Linked DNA regions of Mus musculus: region 1 is linked to region 2. A link is a contact called in public promoter capture Hi-C data. All regions are on one chromosome and are shown on one strand. The core of a region is the stretch at or near the end of the contact, and the rest is flanking DNA. Distances in the headings are between cores, read along the strand shown.

The links. Capture Hi-C pulls out chosen DNA fragments and counts their contacts.
Region 1: a contact with region 2 is called in a promoter capture Hi-C map of liver, with 2.9 times the contacts expected there. A contact is called at or near these places in 4 of 39 promoter capture datasets (embryonic stem cells, liver and pre-B cells), 1 of 484 Hi-C or Micro-C datasets (CD4 T cells) and 1 of 9 other capture datasets (liver).

The regions. Positions count from the first base shown.
Region 1 is chr19:6,382,782-6,389,444 of GRCm38.p6, reverse strand. Pygm (muscle glycogen phosphorylase) reads right to left here and starts at 5,037. Exons shown (of 20, transcript NM_011224.2): 1 at 4,724-5,037; 2 at 3,659-3,760; 3 at 3,501-3,579; 4 at 3,318-3,421; 5 at 2,940-3,071; 6 at 1,271-1,382; 7 at 1,096-1,178; 8 at 565-708; 9 at 193-285. The coding sequence starts at 4,966.
Region 2 is chr19:5,726,319-5,733,009 of GRCm38.p6, reverse strand. It overlaps Znrd2 (zinc ribbon domain containing 2), which reads left to right and starts at 1,278. Exons shown (of 4, transcript NM_020491.5): 1 at 1,278-1,334; 2 at 1,415-1,566; 3 at 1,685-1,769; 4 at 2,298-2,704. The coding sequence starts at 1,316. The coding sequence ends at 2,641. It overlaps Fam89b (family with sequence similarity 89, member B), which reads left to right and starts at 3,344. Exons shown (of 2, transcript NM_181452.2): 1 at 3,344-3,773; 2 at 4,142-4,923. The coding sequence starts at 3,483. The coding sequence ends at 4,420. It also overlaps a transcript of Ehbp1l1 not described here.

The sequences.
Region 1 (6,663 bases), core at 3,788-6,287, 650 kb before region 2:
TGCAGGAGGTCGGGACAGATGATCTCCACACATTCGCTCTGCAGCGAATGGCACCCCCAGGGCCCAACTGGGTTTCAGCGAGCCCTCTGGTCCACAGTCCTTGTTCAGCCCACTGCTGACCTTCCTCCTCACACTATGAAGGAGACCCTGGGACAGAATGGCTCCTGTAGGGGTGAGGTGGCCGATACCCACCTTGTCCCAGTCCAGTCGTTCCAGGTCCACCAGAATCCTCATCAGCTCTGGGATGGCCAAAGAGGGGTGGGTGTCATTGAGCTGGATGGCCACCTGCAGGGGAAGAGTGGCAGTCAGGATGGCTTCCAGACCAAGGACTATTGTGAATGCCCCTTCAGAGTCCCCAAAAGGCCAGACTAAGTTTTGTGGCTGGGCTGGGAGCAGGCATGGTGGTGGCTGGAGCGGTGTCCCTGGTGCCTGAAGATCCTGAGCTGAGCAAGCCATCTCCCCCATACACTCCCAGCCTCCACTCATCTGTGAAGTGCGGCTGGAAGGAGGAGGCCACGGGACTCTAGAGAGAGGGAGACAGAGGCCTTCAGGCCAGCAGGCTACCTTATCAGGGAAGGCATCGAAGTTTGTGCGCACAGGATCACGGCTGCCAAACTTGGAGGACTTGAAACGTCGGATGATGTCCTGGAGGGTGGCAGCCACCACAAAGTACTCCTGCTTCAGCCGCAGCTCCTTCCCTTCAAAGAACTAAGGTGCAAGACAGAGTGCAGTTGAGATGGCAGGGGGTGGGCCCTAAAAGACTGTGAGTGTGACCAGGAGAGCCCCTACCGCACAATGTCCCAGAGCCCTAAACCGCCCCCACCTTCTGGACCCAGGGGTCTTTGCCCCACCAAATAACTACAGCAGATGATATCAGAAAGACACAGATGAGTGAGGTGTCCTGTGAGTGTCCCCCAGGAATACAGTTCTCAGGAAATGTCATATCCCAGCCCCTCCCTCAGGACTCAAAGGACTTGATAGGACAGACACACAGGGATAGTAATAAAGGTCTAGGACAGTTGCAAAGGTCCCCTAGCTCCCCTGTCCCTCCCCAGGGATTTGGGCTTCCAGTCTCCAGTCTGAAGGGCAACGCACATTATCATTGGGGTACAAAACACGCGAGATGTTCTCGGCCAGGTTTCGGTCCAGCACAGCCTGGATGTAGCCGCCAACATTGACTGAGGGACAAAGTGGGTCAGGATGAGGCTGGGGCTGGGCATGGGCCAAGCAGGGGTAACAAGGGCTGCCAGCTACCAGCAGAGGGACTCACAGTCCTTGAGGTTGAAGTCGTTAGGTGCCTTGGCCGACCAGAGGCGCATGGTGTTGACGACGTTGTTCCGATAGCCGGGCACAGGAGTGTCATAGGGCATAGCCAGCACTACCTACAGGGGGTACCCAAGTCAGAAGCTGCCAGGGTCCAGCCCTGAGCAGGGCCTGAGGCTGGTTTGTGGGGCCTCTCCCACCAAGAGCTGAAGTTCAAATAGCTGTCACTGAACTCTGCCAGTGCCCAAGAGAGACTACAGTTCCTCCTGTGAGGCTTACTAGCTGGGTTCCCAGAAGCCCTGTCACTGGAGAAGCTACGACCAGAGGATCACAAGTTCAAGGCTTGCGTAAGTTACCGGGTGAGTTCAAGACCAGTCTGGGCAACGTAGCGAGGCCCTTGTCAAGTAAAAAATAAAAAGGGGCTGAGGATATAGCTCAATGGTACATTACTTGCCAAACAGGTGCAAGGACCTCTCAGTCCCCAGCGCTGCAGTAATTACGTAAGTCTCTCCTGCATCCCACGGGAAATCCCAACACCTGCCTACTCTGACTGTCATGAGGATTATGGGACAGGAGAGAGTGACAAATGCAGAAGCCAAAGCATGCTTCTGTCAGTGGCTGCTCCACAGCCCGGCCTGATCAAATGAGACCACACTGGACTCAGGAGAGGGCTGGAGGATCTCGGGTTCAGGATGAAGATTACGCAGGGGTCAACTCTATCCAGAGGTTTACATCTAGGTAGCCACTGGGCTAGTTAGCAGTAACCAGTGCCAGCCAGCCCCACCTCCCATGATCTATAAGTACCAATTTGCTACAGAACTGCCAGCTTCCACAGTGCCAGTGGCACCTCCAGAGTAGTCTCTATATGGGGCCTCAGCTTGCCTCCCAGACACCAAGTGATACCCTTGATGGGGCAGAGGGGAATGCAGGTGAGAGAGACAGAGGGACTATCTGAACAGACAGCAGGTGGAAAGCTAGAGGGAGTCAGGTCTGCAACTTTCCAGCCAGAGCTAACTGTGCCAGGCTGTCTGAGGCACCTGGCATGTCCAACAGCAGCAGCCCTGACTGGGCCCAGGTCTAAATCAAAGAGCTACAAACACCATTGCCGAAGGGCTAGGGGTCTCCATGCAGCCCTGGAGGAGACTGATAACTGCAGCCACACGTAGGAGGGAGTCACGGACTGGGGCATCCAGGTGGCCTTTCAGACTCTCTCAACTTGCTGTGTGGCTGTGAGTATGCCAGTGCCCAGTGCCACCCAAGAGGCCCCGTTTTCTTTCCTGCCTCTCTCGGGGCTGCTGCCTTCATCAGATCCCCGGCACAGATATGCAGAGATGACTACCATCACTACCATCACACTGTGCTGTCGTGTGTCGAGAAAAGGGGCGTCAGGGTGGAGTGCAGCTGGAGGAGGGACATTTCATTCCTCCTTCCAGGGGTTGAACTTTGCCTGCTGTCCTGGATGACCCTGGCTGGCATCTCCCTGCTCTGACTGTGTGACTCCAGTAACTCCCCTGACCTTTCTGAGCCTCAGTGGCCTCCTTTGTAAAGTAGCAGGGGGTTCAGTTCCCTTCTGCCTCTTCCCCGTGTCATTTTCTCAGGCAGCTCCTCTTCCTTCCTGCCTCTCACCGAGTCCACCCTCTCCCCCACCAAGAACCTGTGGCCATGTTCATCCTTACCTGTGTGTCCACCCACTTGGCACCCTGGCTGGTGTGCTCCACTCGGCCATAGAAGTGCACAGGCAGCGTGAACTCTGGGCGGGCCTTCTCCCAGGGGTTGCCATAGCGAAGCCAGTCATCAGCTTCTTCCATCTAGAGGAGTGGGGGAGGACGTAGGTGACAGGAGCTCCAGGTACTCACGTACTGTGAGTAGTGGGCCACCCAGCAGGACACAGTGTGTTCACGGGACCACAGGGGTCCCCAGGCTTTGAAGCAGAAGGAAAGGATGTTCATCTGGGGAGCTGGGGTGGCTTCTGGACCCATCCAGAGATATATGACTGAATGGAGAACCTCTCTATTGTGACTAAGCACCACAAGGTTGGGGTCTGGGTGGCTTACCTGCCAGCCCCCACAGATCTTCTGATTAAAAATCCCAAACTCATAGCGGATCCCATAGCCATAGGCAGCGAGCCCCAGGGTGGCCATGGAGTCCAAAAAGCAAGCTAGGCGTAGAGAGGAGTGAGTATCAGGGATCCAGCGTGAGAAACTCCCCTGCCCCACCCCCACAAGCTATGGACTCACCTGCCAGGCGTCCCAGGCCCCCATTGCCCAACCCTGCATCCTCCTCGATCTCCTCCAACTCCTCCATGTCCAAGCCCAGCTAAGGGAAGGGGAGGCAGCCGTCAGGCCCAAGTGCCAGCATAAGACACCCCCCACCCAACCTTAAGTGCTTCCCCCACCTGGTAAGTGGCCTCATCACAGGCGTTCTCCAAGGCCAGGTTCACCATGGTGTTCTGCAGTGTCCGGCCCATGTAGAACTCCAAAGACAGGTAGTAGATCCTCTGCCCAGAGACAGGCAACGGGGAAGAGGGGTCAGGGCCACCCCACTGACATTCAGGCAGGAACAGCTGGGCCTGCACCTCTCACCCTCCTGCCCTACCGCCAGGCCCCAGAATGTCTCGTCTCTGTCAGCAGTTCTTGTCTGCCTGCTCAGAGTGGCTATTTCAGACTTTGGGGCCCAACAGAGGTGTTGGTCCCTGTGTTCCTTTGAAATGCCTTTCCATCTGGCTTGGTTTCTCTTCTAGAGAGTAAGGCTAGCCAGGCCTATCTCAGGGGTTAAGGTGCTTGTGAGAAGTGGGGACCCCTTTTGAGGTATTGAGAAGCAGCTTTGAGTGTTCCCCGAGAAGACCTTGCCAAGGCCCGGAGGAAAAAGTCATTTTCAAGGTCGCACAGTGACTCAGGGCTGGAACTGCCTTCTGTCCATGCAATGCTGCTCCCCCTCGTCCCTAAGCCTCAGTCCGGACACGAGCAGAAGCATGAAGATGCTGAAGGCACGGCCTTCCCATTTCCTGGGGCCCTCCCTGGCCCTCCCCGATCCTGGTTGTGGGGTTAAGTTCCTGACATTTACCAGTGACCCTGCCAGATACTTGATACCCACGACGCCAGCTGCCCCAGCTTTGCCCTGCCTGTGGCACAAGCAGACTGTACCGTGCACACATCTGATGACATGTCCTTCCATGCCAGGTCCAAATCAGGCCACAGGGGTATACATTTCCTGCCTACCAGCAGCCCCTCCAACCCTATCTAGCACGTGTAGCCTACCCCGAGCACCCTTGGGTCTCCCTCCTCAGTGTTCTGTCTAGCACCCTTAGATCCTGCAATCCCAAACTCCTAAAACAGCAAATGATTTTTCTGTAGAAAACTTGGGCCTCAGAAAGGAGCTGCCACATGCCTGAGATGTCTCAACTCTCTGCCAGGCCCAACTCCCTGCTAATTCCCACCCAGGGTGTCCCCTCCTGTAGCACCTTGGGGTCCTTTTCGTAGTAATGCTGCTGTGTGCGGATCCAGCGTCCCACGAGGTGGTCCCGGACAGTGTGGGCCAGTGCAAAATAGTAATCTCTCGGAGTAGCCACATTGCGATCCTTGACCAAGGTGAAATGCAGGTGGCGGTTGAAGTTCTTTTTTAGCTCCGACACATTTTCCACTCCGGCTAAGCCACGAACGCTGATTTGCTTTCTCTTATCCTGGTCTGAAAGAGGCCTGGACATGGCTGTGAGAGGGTGGGCCGAACTGGACAGATGATGGCCTCCTAGCTGCCTCCAACCAGGGAGTGGAGCTGCCCAGCTGTGAGGGGATTTAAAGCCTGGCTCAGGGCAGCATGCCACGCCTCCCCGGACGTGGGAGGGTCTTGGCCGTGAAGCTCAGGGAGCTATTTTGGGGGGAAGCAGAGAGGAGAGGAGGGAGGAACAAGCTCTCCACAGCCCAGAGAGGGGTGTGTTCACAGCTGACCCACTTCTTCCAGGTTTCCTAAGCCTTCTGGTCTTATCCACTGGCCCTTGGCTTTTGAAAGACTGGAACAGGGGGACCAATTTGGAAGGCCTGAGGCTTGCCTAACGCATTCTGGTTGAGACTTTGTCTAAGACATTATCCAATCTGGGACCTTTCTTGAGCTACAGATAAAAGGTGGGACTGGATTGGAGATCCTCTTTAGAGAGGCCAAAGGGCTGTCACAAATACAGGACACTTTCTCCTTTCCTCCGAGCAGCAGGGTTTGTGTGTGACATCTGCTTAGAGTACCACCAGTGGGGCATGACGAAGTGGCTATTAAGCTGGTCACAGCCACTTCTCACTGGGACATGGCTGCACTGAGACTTGGAGGTTGTGAGCATGGACAGCAGAGCCATAAGCTGAGTCTGTGTCCTAAACAGAGGCACTGCTAATACAGAAGAGGCTGGCAGCCGTGGAGGGAGACCAAGCCCCTGGGTTGCAGGGAGCACTGTGGGGAAGGAGAGATGTCTGGGGTGGGGGGAGAGCCACTGCTTTCACCCCACCCCCACCAACGCCTGGTGCTTCTGAGCTTCCCCCTGTCAGCTGTCCTTCAAGGAGCTCTGAAGTGACCTTTTCCAGAGGGGATGGTTGGTCGGGTTACAGGACAGCTTTGGCTGAGGCTGCAGCCTGAAGCAGGGGCTACTGGGAACTATAGTCCTGTGGTCTGCGGGGTGTGTGTGTGTGTGTTTGTGTGTGTGCGTGTGTGCCTCTGTGTGTGTGTGCCTCTGTGTGTGTGTGTGTGAAAGACAACAATCCCCAGGAGTTCATGACATGGGATAAATGGGGGTGTCACCAGCCCGGAATGCTACTTAGGAAGCTGATACAGTAGGACCATAAGTTCAAGTCTTCTATTTTTAGTTTTCATTTTGTTTATGTATGGTGTTTCAAGACAGAGTTTCTCTGTGTTGCCTTGGCTGTCCTGAAACTTGCTCTGTAGACCAGATTGGCTGCCAACTCAGAGATCTACCTGCCTCTGCCTCTCAGGTACTGGATTAAAGGTGTGCGCCATAATAGAGGGCTGAGACAATGCACTCAATTTCTACCATCACAAAACCCAACCAACTAACCAACTCCTGGATAATAGCGGGAGGCGACTAGAGGCTCTCTCTCCTGTTCTCACGCAGGCTCTACAGTGGGCAGGTATTTTGTGTTAGCTCTGTGACTTCAAGGAGCCTTGTCTGTCACTTTTCTCCACTCACCCACCGGTACTAGGCTCTCCCTTCTAGTCTTAGGCTGTCTCCATTGCAGCCCATGTACTGACCCCAGCACTATCTTGCTGTGTGTCCACAGGCTGATTGTTTGTATTCTTGAGTATTCTTGAATAAAATTTCTGCCTCATGAGCTGTTGCCTCCTAATTGTGGAGTGGAGGGAAGACAGACATTAGCTCCTGCTTCTTTGAGGGAACAGAGCTTAGGC
Region 2 (6,691 bases), core at 29-2,528:
TTATGCATGTGAGTATATGGTAGCTATTTCCAGACACCCCAGAAAAGGGTGTCTTAGCCCTTTTACAGATGGTTGTGAGCCACCATGTGGTTGCTGGGAATTAAACTCAGGAGCTCTGGAAGAGCAGCCAGGGCTCTTAACCGATGAGCCATCTCTCCAGCCCTTGGTCTTTTAATTACTTGGTGCTCTTGCAAAGAACCCAGGATTATGAGGAGCACTGGTCCTTGATTTGTAACCCACTCGAGTATAAGCCATTTTCACCAGCAGGCCCTACAGTCCTCTGAGAGGAGAGAATGCCTCCGTAAGATCTGGTGGGCTCTCCTGTAGAGCACTTTCTAACCAGTGATCAGTGGGGGAGGGTCAAGCCCATTGTAGGTGGGGTCATCCTTGGGCTGCTGCTCTTGGGTTCTGTAACAAAGCAGGCTGAGCAAGCCATGAGGAGCAAGCCAGTAAGCAGCACTCCTCCATGGCCTCCAGCTTCCTGCCCTGCTTGAGTTCCTGCTTTTGATGAACATGTTATATGGAACCATGAGTGAAACAAACCTTTTCTTTTCTTTTCTTTTCTTTTTTTTTGGCTTTTCGAGACAGGGTTTCTCTGTGTAGCCCTGGCTGTCCTGGAACTCGCTCTGTAGACCAGGCTGGCCTCGAACTCAGAAATTCGCCTGCTTCTGCCTCCCAAGTGCTGGGATTAAAGGCATGAGCCACCATGCCCGGCGAAACAAACCTTTTCCTCCCCAAGTTATTTTTGGTCATGGTGTTAATCCCAGCTATACTAGTCCTAACTAAGACAGCAGGCTTACATCAGTTCTAGGCATTGGTAGAAGGTGGACAGAGGACACCCAACACGCAAACAGGGAGGAGTGTTGAAATAGGCAGAAAACGACCTCAGTGTAGCTAGCCTAGTTTGAAAGATTTAGAGAACTTTTTATTGCAGTGACTGTTGGGCAGATGTCATGGTCCTGCCCATCTCCTGCTTCCCCTGTGTGGAAAGACAACCCTGAGGGAATCGGGTATTTCACAGACCTAAGGGCCACTTTATCTGAGGCAAGTAGAAATGGAGACTCTGAAAAGCCACACCCGAGTACTGAAGCGTTACCAGGGAGACGGTGGTACCCAACCATAGCTCTGGCCACCAGCCGAGCCCGTAGGTCAGGGTCAAATGTGCAGCAGACACGCCCCCCCTTTGACTAAAGCGCCAGGAAGACCGTGTAAGCGTCACTTCCGCCCTCAGCTACCACATGTGGGAGGCGGGGCCGTAGTGGGGGCGCATCTTATTTGGATCACTTCCGGTGAGCCCAGCAGTGACCACGGCAACATGGCCTTGAACGGTGCAGGTATGCGCTTGGGATGTTTGGGCAGTGGCCGTGGGGTGCGGGAGGCAGCTCTCTCTATCTCCTGTGCCTGTTTTCTCTAGATGTCGACGATTTCACCTGGGAGCCTCCGACTGAAGCTGAGACGAAGGTGCTGCAGGCGCGACGGGAGCGGCAGGATCGCATCTCCCGTCTGATGGGGGACTACCTGCTCCGTGGTTACCGCATGCTGGGCGACACGTGCGCCGACTGCGGGGTGAGGCGAGTGATGAGGCCGAGGCCGCGGACCGGGCCGCACGACCTTTCCTCAGCTCCCTCTTCTGTGAACCCTGTCTCTCCGGCTCACCTATGTCCATGTACTTTCTGGTCCCCAGACGATCCTCCTGCAAGATAAACAGCGGAAAATCTACTGTGTGGCTTGTCAGGAGCTCGACTCAGACGTGGATAAAGATAACCCGGGTGAGGGTCCGAGTGTGCACTGTGGGGAGAAGAGAGTGGCGATAGCTACAGAGGAACTGTGAGCCTGGGAGGTGACAGTGGAAACTCCTGCGTGCTGTGGCATTAAGGTGCCTTCTCGTTTCCGCCCTAGAGAGGTGTTTCATTCAAGAAAGACCATCAGCCTTTTGTTTCTGACACCGTGGGGAGAGTCCTAGCAAAATAGTCATCCTACGTTGTAGAGTGCACGTGCAACCCTGGGTGCTTGTGCATGTTGGACAGGCATTTTACCACTGAAGGGCGGGCATCCCAGTTTACAGGAATAGACTTGATGCATAGATGAGGCCAGGCCATCTGTCAAGCAACTGGACCTCAAGTGTAAATCAGTGGGGCAGTGTTTGGCAAGCATGTGTAAGGAGAAAGAAGAGTAGAGATGAGATGGGATTGGCTTAGGCAGAAAACACCAGCAGCTCAGGGACATCAGTAAAGAGCACATGACTCGGGAGAGGCGGACGGGGCACCCTCACTCTTCCACCACTTTTCTTGTTCTAGCACTGAATGCACAGGCGGCGCTCTCTCAAGCTCGGGAACACCAGCTGGCCTCATCTACAGAGCCTGCCTCGAGCTCTCGGCCCCCATCCCAGCCACCAGTACCCCGTCCAGAGCACTGTGAAGGCGCAGCAGCCGGGCTCAAGGCAGCCCAGGCGCCTCCTCTTCCGGCTGCACCTCCAAATACGGACGCGGTGGCTTCCACACAGACGGCCCTCCTGCAGAAGCTAACCTGGGCGTCAGTCGAGCTGGGCTCTAGCACCTCCTTGGAGACTAGTATCCAGCTCTGTGGGCTTATCCGGGCTTGCGCCGAGGCCCTAGGCAGCCTGAAACAGCTGGATCACTGAGACCTCTATCCTGATCCCTGTTCCCCTGAGAAAAACCCTCCAGAAAAACAGTTTTTCCTCCGCGTGGTTTGTTCTTTCTTGGTTCTGAGTGTGCATGTGAGCCCCAGTTCTCCTCGATGGTTTTCCTTGCTTTTGGCATCTCACCTTTCCATGGTCTTTTCTACCTGAATGGTGAAGTTCTGCATTCAGGACAAGAAGTAAATGGCAGAGGGATAAGTGACACCTTATTCCAAGGACTGACCTCAGTCTTCCCAAAGGCTGGGCCACTAATCATTGTCTCTGACCCAGTACCCCCTTTCCTCCACTTGAGTGCCATTTGAAGTTTCAGTCCCTTTGGTGGCTTCCTTTCCTTCCTTTAACCATCCTGACTCTACCATCTTTCTCCATCTTCTGGCTGCTAGGATGTTGACAAATTGTGGGGAGGGGCAGTGATGCACTGTAAGAGTCAGGCACAGTCTTACCTTCCTACCCCAGACTCGGGCCTCCCACATCCCCGTGCTTTTAGAATCCTTCCCTTGGGAGAGGACACATTGTATAGGAATGAGGCAGCAAAAGGTCGCCAAAAAACCGTTTCTGACCCTTTCGGCCTCCCCTGTCCCATCCAGTTCTTTGATGGGTTTTTCGCTCCAGGGTCATCGCCGCGTTAAGAGAGGCCCCGCCCATGCAGGGGGGTGGAGCATAGGCGGAGTCCTAGGAGTCGGGGACGGAACAAAGCACGGCCTGCGGGCGGTGGCTGAGATCTCTCCGGAGACCGGGCCACGGAGAGCTGGTTCTCTGGGCAACAGCCCGCTGAAAACGTAAGAGGGGTCCAGGCGGCATCGTGGTCCACGCCTGCCTGGCTATGAACGGGCTGCCCGCGACTGAGGCGCCGGGCGGCGCGGGCTGCGCTCTGGCCGGGCTCCCGCCGCTACCGCGCGGCCTCAGCGGCCTTCTTAACGCTAGTGGGGGCTCGTGGAGGGAGCTGGAGCGTGTCTACAGCCAACGGAGCCGCATCCACGACGAACTGAGTCGTGCCGCCCGCGCCCCGGATGGTCCTCGCCATGCCGCTGGATCTGCTAACTCAGGTTCTGCAGCGGGCCCGCGCCGCCCGGTTAACCTCGACTCTGCACTAGCCGCGCTGCGCAAGGAGATGGTGAGTAGGTGGGCGCCTCGCCAGGGTAGTAGCTCTGAAGAGGGCAGAAATAAGTCTGGGATCCGCTTCCTCATCTCAGGTCCAGCAGGAAGCATCTGGTCACGGGGCTTTAGGACAGCACTGATAGTAATGTGTAGCAATTGTTGCATTTTTAAAAACTTGCCTGATTTCATCTTGCTGGACAATGTTACCCCATTGTATAAATGAGGGCCAAGGACTGGCTGGAAGGTTTCACAGTTGGCAAGTACCATCTGTTCTCAGAACTTTCACTTAAAGGTGCAGGAAGATTGGATAGGGTTGTCGTCCACGGTGGGAATTCTGGGGGTGGCCCGGACCCCCAACTCCAGCCCACTGTCAGTTGTCTGTAGGTGGGGCTGCGACAGCTGGATATGTCCCTGTTGTGCCAGCTGTGGGGCCTGTACGAGTCGATCCAGGACTACAAGCATCTGTGCCAAGACCTGAGCTTGTGCCAGGACCTGTCATCCTCTCTGCACTCGGACAGCTCCTACCCACCTGATGCCGGCCTGTCTGATGACGAGGAGCCTCCTGATGCCAGCCTGCCCCCAGACCCTCCACCCCTCACCGTACCCCAGACTCACAATGCCCGTGACCAGTGGTTGCAGGATGCTTTCCAAATCAGCCTTTGAAAGCTGAGGTGGATAGGAACGCACCCATACAAAAGGCTCAAAACTTGCCCTTCAGCAAGTCCTTAGTCTACAGTGCCTGCTCTTTTACCGGTACCACCTCACCTCACTTCAGGAGGGCAAGGCATTATACCCATCAGGCAAAGCGGTCAAGATTGCAGCCTGTGCCCAGTGTCCTGGGCTTCCACTTCTCCCACATGTGTGCACCCTAGCTTGGCCAGCCCTTAGTCTGACTGTGGGGCCCAAAGCGTCTTGCACTCCCGTTTGCATCTCTGGGACTGGGATGAGTGCCTAGCTCTCATCTCTTTTTCGTCTTTTGCTGCCTCTTGCAGCTGCTGGCTCAGCGGCATCCCTACCAGTGGCCCCAGGGGTTCATTGCCTGGGACAAGGGCTCCAGAACCCACCTCTGTAGCCACCCACGACCAGAAAGGCTAAGGTCTTTATGCTGGATATTTAAGTTTAGCGGCCAGTTCCTGGGCGGGAAAATAAATAATTTCAGCATTGTATTGTGATTGCCTGGTTAATTGGTACTGGGTTGGGGAATAGTTTTCTGGCAAGTGTAGTCTACGTTCTGCCGGCAGGTGGCGCCCAAGACCCCCTAGCGAAAGGCTTAATGGGCGTGAGATGCGAATCTTCCCTCTTGCGGGCAAGGTTGGAAGCTGGCCCTGCAGCAATATGAAAGCGGTCAAGTCTTTTCCCCTTGGGCTCTACGTTTTCGAACCCAGCATGCCCTTCCGCCTTGCTTTGAGCCTTTTGGGAAGGAAGGAGCCGCCCATCTTGAGGAGAGAAACTTTCCACCTCCCGTGCTGGGAGGAGTTGGCACAGGAAATGGGTGGGCCGGAGCTGCCTGACCCAGGGGCCCATCCCCATGAATAGGGAAAGGTCCAAGAAGAGTCTTAGAGTTGGTGCCCCGTGAGCTGTAGGGATTGCTGGGAAGGAGGGGTGTGGAGGCCGAAAGGAGTAAACAAGTTTCAGTTTGTAGACAAGCCTTGGAAGGGAGGGAGATGGCAGCCGGGCTCAGAGCATCGTTTCGCCTGGCTCAGGCCCCTGTGCTGCAGTCTCAGAGCACCCAGCCTACCCCGAGACAGCACGAAGGACCTGTAGGGTTGCACATAAACTGCTTCCGTAGAGAGGAAGCAGAGGACCACAGCGATATGATAGACAAAACTGGGTGTTCAGCCCACAGGAATAAGCCTGCACATTCTCAAAGTTGCACCCAAGCATCCTCATCCCCACCTCCTACCATAGTCACTTGCCTGCTGAAGATGCCGATAGGCTAACACGCCTGCAAGACCAGACATCCTAACCAAATTGAGGGTTACCAGGCAGGTGACACGTTGATGTGTTGCTCCAGGCCATCTCTCTAGCTGGGTATAAAACACCTTGCAAGGCTCATTACAGTGTGAATTGGATGTGTGAGCGATAAGGAGTCTAATCTAGGTGTTAACACAGCAGCTAACGCCCCAGGGACTTCCCAGGGGAGGAGCAAAAACCACCCATGTACATATTTTCTCTAGTTCTGATAACGGATTGCGCGTAATGAGACAAAATCAGCCCAGCCCTAAGCCAACCGCTTTCCCCATCTTCAGACTTCAATGACATACATAAAAGATAGAACTGTAATTGGCCCCATTTAACAGACTTCAAAACTGAGGCGCAGAGTGTGTGCTTTGTTCAGGGTGGCACTCTTTAGTAAAAACTAGTGAGTTTGAGGCCAGCCTGATCTACAAAGTGAGTTCCAGGACAGAAAAACCCTGTCTCGGGGGGGGGGGGGGCACCAGACAGACAGACAGACAGAACCTTTCACTGCTTGTGAGATGTGAGGATTGTTTTCCCTTGTGCCATATGAGGAGTCAGGTTTGGAGACTCTAGGTATATCTCACCAAGGCTGGCTCTGGGGCTCTGCATGGGTGCTAACAAGAATCTCCCACCCCAGAGTTAAGAACCGTTAACTCTGGCTCAGTGGACGGTTCTTTTCCTTTCTAGGTCTCTACTTTACAAGCTTGGGAAATGGGGTACCAACCAGTACCAAGGTTGCAGATATAAGGGAGACAGCAGAGGCAGCTCTTTTGGAGGGTGGCACCAAGTTGAGGGCTGCCACCTCTTGGAGCTCACACGTCACCCTAACCCCATTTGACTCGCGGGCGCCCATCAAACCGGCTTTGCGATCGGTACTCATTCCTTCCACCCCCGAACCGGGTACCCGGGTGTCCAAGTCCGGACGCTAGATCCCGGAAGCAGGGTCGCCCCGCCCCGCGCTGCAGCCCCGCCCGC